Linked DNA regions of Mus musculus: region 2 is linked to region 1. The links are chromatin contacts, called in public HiChIP or PLAC-seq maps. All regions are on one chromosome and are shown on one strand. The core of a region is the stretch at or near the end of the contact, and the rest is flanking DNA. Distances in the headings are between cores, read along the strand shown.

Region 1 (3,238 bases), core at 614-3,113:
CACTACAACCTCTTTCTCATATGCCAGACATTTATTTTTAGAAAGAAAATTATTACCGTTATGTAATGGCTAATTTGTGTGTCAATTTGAGTGGGTCATGTGGTGCCCATATAGATATTTGGCTAAATATGTATGTATGCAGATGTGTGTGTGTGTTTAATGCGTTAAACATTTGAGTCAGTAGTAAAGCAAATTACCCTCACCAATCCATTAAAGACATCAAAAGAACAAAAGGCTCGGTAGTGGTTATCTTTGAACAGCCTTCAACTCAGATTCAGGAAGAAACACATCACTGGATCATCTTCTGAATTTCCATATCATCTACTGTAGTTTTGGAACTTGTCAACTTCCAAAATCAAGTAAGTCATTTTATTGTTTTTATCTGTCAGTGTGTTTATGAATAGATCTCCTTTTGGGTATTGGATTGAGGGTCAAAGAGAACTGAGAAGCATAAGGATTGGTATGGGCTCAGAACCCAAAGACCAACTTCTCAGCACAAAGGAGATTTATTTGCCCCAGAGAGACAAAGGGCCGGGAATAAGGGACAAAGACAGGAGATAGAGGGAGAAGGGGAAGGGAACAAAGAAGAGGGGGCAGGGCTATTTGTCCTAGAGTAGGACAAAGGACTGCCTCAGGATAGAGAGGAGACAGACATGGCCTATAGGCGAATGGGAGTTTATAAAGGTAAAAGGAATACGCTGTGTTAGGATGAGGTGTTTAATTTTAATTGGGCATGTTAATTAGTGGAACCAAGGTGTGGATGTTGTATTTGTGTACATAAAAAAAAATTCCTTTTTTACTTATTTACTTTTATGTCCCTTTCACTGCCCACCTCCCTATCAGCTCCCCCAACTCCTCCTCCTTTCCCCCCTTCCCCAAAAGGGGCTTTTGATTGCCGGACTTCAAGTACTTTGATAGCTAGACCTTGGAAGTCAGCCTTAGGGGGTAGAAGTGACCAAATAAGGCAATAGACCTTGGGAGCTAGCTCTTAAGAATGTAATCTAAAATGATTATTAGCAAGTCACAGGGAATAAGAGAGAAGGGCGAGGCCTGCCAGAACCATGCCCCCATCCCCCTGCCCCCATACACATACATGCTCAAACTGGCCGAGTTCCTTCGGACACCATGCCCATGACAACTCTTATAAAGGAAAACATTCAATTGGGGCTGGTTTACAGTTTCAGAGGCTTAGTGCATTATTGTCATGGAGAGGAAGGAGCTGAGAGTTCTATATCTTGATCCACAGGCAGCACAAGGAGGCTGACAATAGGTCTAGCTTGAGCATAAAAGACCACAAAGCACACCCCCACAATGACACACTTCCTCCAGCAAGCCCACACACACTCCAACAAGGCCTCACCTCCTAATAGTGCCACTCTCTGTGGGCCAAGCATTCAAACACATGAATCTATGGGTGCCATACCTACTCAAATCACCACACCCAGTTAGTATCAATTGCAAGTGGTTAGGGGTGGTATGTGGTGTCCACTTCCCCTATCAGTGATAGGATCCTCTATGGCTTGAACTTGTGAAGGTTTTGTGCATGTTCTAGACTAAGTTGTGGAAAACAACTGGAAACATTATTTGATTTTTACAAAACAGTATACAGTTTTTAAAAATGACCTGATGACAAAGTTTTTCAACATGGAGACCCTTTATCAAAAGTCTTTCTCCTTTAGTCACAGTTGAAAAGTAAGCAAGTGGCTCAATACTCAGCTCTGCTAAGAGAATAAAGCATTATTCTCATTGTAATGAGAATGTAAAAAGCTGAAGAGCAAGTGAAAAAAAGCCCACTAGCTCTCAGAAGAACGGGTCAAGAGGTCAGCTCAGAGCCCTTGGAAAATTCCACTGGACTCCGCCCCTCCTGGAAGAGACAGGTCAGAGAGCATGTAGGCCAGAAGGGAGAGGCTGAGTAAGCCCCTACTACCTCGTTCCCTAAAGACCAATTAGTTTAAAAGGTGCTATTTTGCCAATCATATTGTGCCTAGTTCCTGATGCTCTATTCCGCCCCTGGAAACCATATAAAAACTCATAGAATGGACCACCAGGGGTCACCGCCTCTCTTTCCATTCTGAGATGACCTCAGTGCACTGGAACAATAAATTTATCTTGCTTTTTCTATTGATTCCCAGCTCCACATGGTTCGCTCAAGGGGTCAACGGTAAGCTAAGGCTCACCAGAGTTCTACACTGGGGAATTATTTTATCCTGTTCTGTTTCTTCTTTACTTCAAATTCTTCCACATTGTAATCCAGTTATAGATATTGACTACTGGCAAACATGAATTCCAAGACACAATTGCTATTTATTTTAGGGCAAGGAACTTTCTGGAAAACTAGCCAGCCCATCATTCACCTCCCAGTGTGAAATCCAGTCTATTTTGCCTCTCCTTTTCCTTTTTTTAGAAGCGTTGGCTCCATAGTTTGGACAAGATTTTTTTTAATCTATTTATATATTTATTTATTTATTTATTTATTTATTTATTTATTTATTTATTTATTTAAAGAAATCACTTTGTGTTTGCCTGGTGCTGACAAAGCGTGCTCGCCAGGAGAACAAGCTCTCCCTACACACCTGAAGGGACATCTGTCGTTATGCTAGGGATGCCAGCAGATGGTGTGTACCTGTGAAGGCTGAGTTTCCTTTACAAAGTTGTCAGTGTTCTCACGAAGACTCCTAGATCGCCACTCTGAGGCAAGCAGTAACCATCTCACTAACATTTGAAGGCTTCTTGAACAATCCAGTGTTAAGTGACTTGGCTTAGGCTTCATAGCTAGACTGGGCCTCAGGGGTTTTGTTGTCATTTCTGATGGCTCATTCCACCTTCCCACATACTTCAACCTTCCTTCACAATGGAAAACTGCGGTTCCTTGCTTAATATTGATCTAATTGTTAAGTAGAATAGAAAGAAACTGATTTAAATGAGTGGTTTTGGGTTTTGGTGTTTTTTTTTTTTTAATATTTGTGTTCTCTGCAGAATGGAAAATAAAAAAGCCAATTTTAAGAAATTAAAACAAGTTCTTATAACGAGGATGTTTTTAGGCTTAATGCCAGGAGAAATCAAATGCATTTGCCTCTGGATACACTTTGCCCTTGGATATGGTCTGGCAAGAGGTCTTTGTGCTACAGTGGCATTGAAGCCATTAAAAGCTTTCCTTCTAGTAAAAAGAAAGAACTCTCTGACCTGGGTGGAGAGCTAACATTCCAGATGGGCTCATGAATTATCTAGCCAAGGAACC
Region 2 (3,139 bases), core at 211-2,710, 100 kb before region 1:
CTCAGGGTTCTAGCCCCAGCAAAACCAGACTTGATGGTGCAAGTCTCTATTACCAGCACTTGGGAGATGGAGTTAGGTGAGTCTGAAGTTCAAGGTCACCCCCCAGTTACATGGCCAGGACAAAACCACATACACAAAGTACACTTTTATCCTGCATCTTTCCAAAAACAAAACATTGACTTCCAATTCTCTTACCCTCCAGCTGCCCAGCAAACAATTCTTATTTGGCTTATGATGCTTATATGGCTTCATCATCTGGGAATCATCTTTTGGTTGGTTACTGGCACTATTAAAAATACCTTTCTCTTTCCTCTTCTGCAATAGTTCACTGTCTACTCTATGTTTGCTATACTGCCCAACTCCCCCATTAATCGGTCCTCCATTTATAAACTGCTTAAAATTTGATGTATCCAGCCATTCTACTTCCAGAATTTAATAGACACAAAAGCCAGCCATGACTTGACTCCTGTCTCCTTCTGTAGCCTCATCTTTCTCATCAGCTCTTGTAGAACTTTTAAGACAGATAAGTGGCACTCAGCCTTCTCCATGAACCACTGATCCCTGTTCTGCGGGGACTCCCTTTATTTGGATCCACATTTACCATCGTCTTTTTGTACTGGAAAAAAGATCATACTTAAGTTTAAAACTCTAACCTATTGTTAGTAAAGTTATCAAGTCTTCCCTCCATTCATACTTCCAAACGCCAAGTACTAGGTTTCTAGACTGCAAACTTGATTGAGTGTACATTCATTCCTTTAAGTAGTCATGCCAACCAACCAAGCCGTTGGTTCTTCATTTGGGGCCAAAGGAAATGAGAATTTTAAAGTCCAGGGAAGAACGTGTGGCCGCTAACAGACACTAGGCAAACTATCTCGAACTTGTGGGCAGTTTTAAAGAAAACAACCGATTCAGTTTAACTACTAATTTAAGACATTAGTGTGTTACGGAGCCGTCGCCTTATCTCAGTGCCAAATCTAGTGTCGAAGGGTCTACTCCAAAAGGAACCCGAAGCCCATATGCTGAGGCCAGTTCTCCACTCGGTCAGCTACCGAGACCCTCCAACCAGGACAAGCGACCAATCCACCAACTCGGACTTGATCTGCGACAAACCACGTTGCAGGCTACACACTGGAAAACTCTTGCAAGAGAACCTAGCAGCCCCCAGAAGCAAGATGGCGGCCTCCCCCTCCCCTTCTTTCTCCAGGAACCCCTCCATGTCCGGGGAAGACGAAAACACCGCGACACGGGAATCCCGGCACGGCCTTGGGGGGGGGGGGCGGGCTACGCCTCGCGAACCCGGGGACTCGCCGTGGGTCCACCGGGAGGCTGTACCACTGCGCCTCCCCCGCGCCCGTAGAGCCTTTGTTCGCAGTCGCCATGGAGTACTCGGCCCCACGGCCAGGAAGTGCGGCCTGGCGCCCCGCCCCGCTGGCCCGCGCCCCGGAAGTGATCTGCGGCGGCTGCTGCAGAGCGGCCGGGAGGAGGGTGGGTCTCCCTAGAGCGGAGCGCCGGAGTCCTCCTCCTCCGCCGCCGCCCAGGCCGCCGCCGCTGCCGCCGCCCTCCGGACTCCTCTTGCCGCGCCCCGCGCGGAACTCCGAGCGCGGTCCGATCGGCGCAGCCGAGGCCCAAGAGCCCGCGGGTCGAGCGGCTCGCGGTGCAGGTGAGAGCTCGCCGGCCGGGGAGGCCGGGCCGCGGCGGGGGTGTGTCCGACGGGCCGGGCCCGCGGCCGCCGAGATTGCACGTCCCGCCTGCCGCCTGGGCTGGGACCCGACTGCGCCCCGACAGCGGGCGGCGTCTCCGGAAGGTCACCTGTATAGCGCCGGTGGCTCCCAGGGCTGTGCCCGGGCGGTGCCCGCGACCTGGGGCCGCCGCCGCCGCCGCCGCAGTCCCTGCGCCGCACTCCACCCCGACCTCCCTCGCTTTCAAGCCACTCTGCCGGTACAGAGCGGCTGCTTTTCGAGCTTCTCTGCCAGTGTTTGGAAGGAATGGCGTTTTCAGACTAAAGTCTTTAGACGCGTCCAGCTGAATGCTCGAAGGCTCTTCTAGTACAGGTTTAGCCTTTAGAAGAGGAAGGGAATGTAGGCATTGTGTGATGGGGGTATCTTCCGCGTTCGGTGCCTGAAAGATGTCAAGGAGTAGAAGATACGATTTGTGTGCTTTACTTGGGCATTCGTGTGTTGGAGTGGGCGGGCGTGGTGGCGCTGAGGTGGTTGTGTTGTCGGGAGACTTAGGAGGAATTAAAGAATTTACTGGCCTTTGCATGGAAACCAGAACGTCCAGACTTGTGAGAGCTCATCTGAGTGTCTTTGAGCTACTGTGAGAACTCTGGTGCCACGCCCTACCTGTCAAGCCAGGAAGCACACAATTTACAAACAGTTTGGGTACGTGTGCCGGGAGAACCTTTATTTCTGTAAATTCTTTTCCTGTAAATAAATTACAGCTTTAATCACGTTCCCAAAATTGACTAACAGATTTATTACTCACAGTGTAGAAGGCATTCCCTTTGGCTTATGCTTGTTAATATGTACTATTACCTATGCTGTTTGTATCTGTTGATACAATATTCTTATAAATGACTCCTGTGACCCTTAAGATGTTTCTACGGCTCAGTTGTTTTCAGAGGAGGAGCCTTTTCATCTTCTCTGTTACCACGTAAAGTGCTCAGAACTCCCCACATTTCTTCACTGAATGGATGTGAATGTGTACAGTTGATGGAAAAGTCACTTTCCAGAAGCGATTGACTGTGGCTGGTACTTGCATACCAAGCAAAAGGTACTAGATTCCATCTCTAGCAAGGCCTCCAAACAATTTTGTTAAGAGCACAGTTTTGTTACTTTGGGATTCTTGGAACATGAAAATTTTGCATTGTCTTTTTTGTTCTCCAGGAGATCAAGGAAAAATTCAGGAAGAATTTCATTTTCACTATTCTGACCTGGAAAAGGTTAAAAATATTTAGGGACTGTGATTAGACGAATACTCATTTATATTTTATTGTTTCATGTTTATTTCTAGAGTATATCCAGAGTTAGAAGGAAGAGATTTACTGGCAAAAGATTGCAAGTATATTCTTGGGGTTGTGATAACTGTACCCAGCCTTTAAAAAGAGGAAGTTAGGAGTTGATGCTGCTTAGAAATAAGG

Evidence for each region. HiChIP or PLAC-seq counts read pairs in DNA pulled down with a chosen protein or histone mark.
Region 2: an H3K27ac HiChIP or PLAC-seq map of embryonic stem cells shows a contact between it and region 1, with 10 read pairs. The contact joins the promoter of Rala here to the enhancer-like site in region 1. A contact is called at or near these places in 1 of 15 datasets of contacts at CTCF or cohesin (embryonic stem cells), 14 of 484 Hi-C or Micro-C datasets (the HL-1 cell line, Sertoli cells, bone marrow-derived macrophages and 5 more), 21 of 115 datasets of contacts at active chromatin or transcription factors (CD8 T cells, the SCID.adh cell line, astrocytes and 7 more) and 3 of 9 other capture datasets (adipose tissue, liver and pancreatic islet).

The regions. Positions count from the first base shown.
Region 1 is chr13:17,841,551-17,844,788 of GRCm38.p6, reverse strand. No RefSeq gene overlaps it. Among named protein-coding and RNA genes, the nearest start is that of Gm24018, 33 kb to the right of the region's middle. Within about 2 kb of position 1,863, at least 8 of the 459 cell types and tissues checked have an H3K27ac peak or open chromatin away from gene starts, as enhancers often do. A contact at or near this core is called in Sertoli cells and embryonic stem cells, where this site is marked.
Region 2 is chr13:17,942,538-17,945,676 of GRCm38.p6, reverse strand. Rala (v-ral simian leukemia viral oncogene A (ras related)) reads left to right here and starts at 1,460. Exons shown (of 5, transcript NM_019491.5): 1 at 1,460-1,660.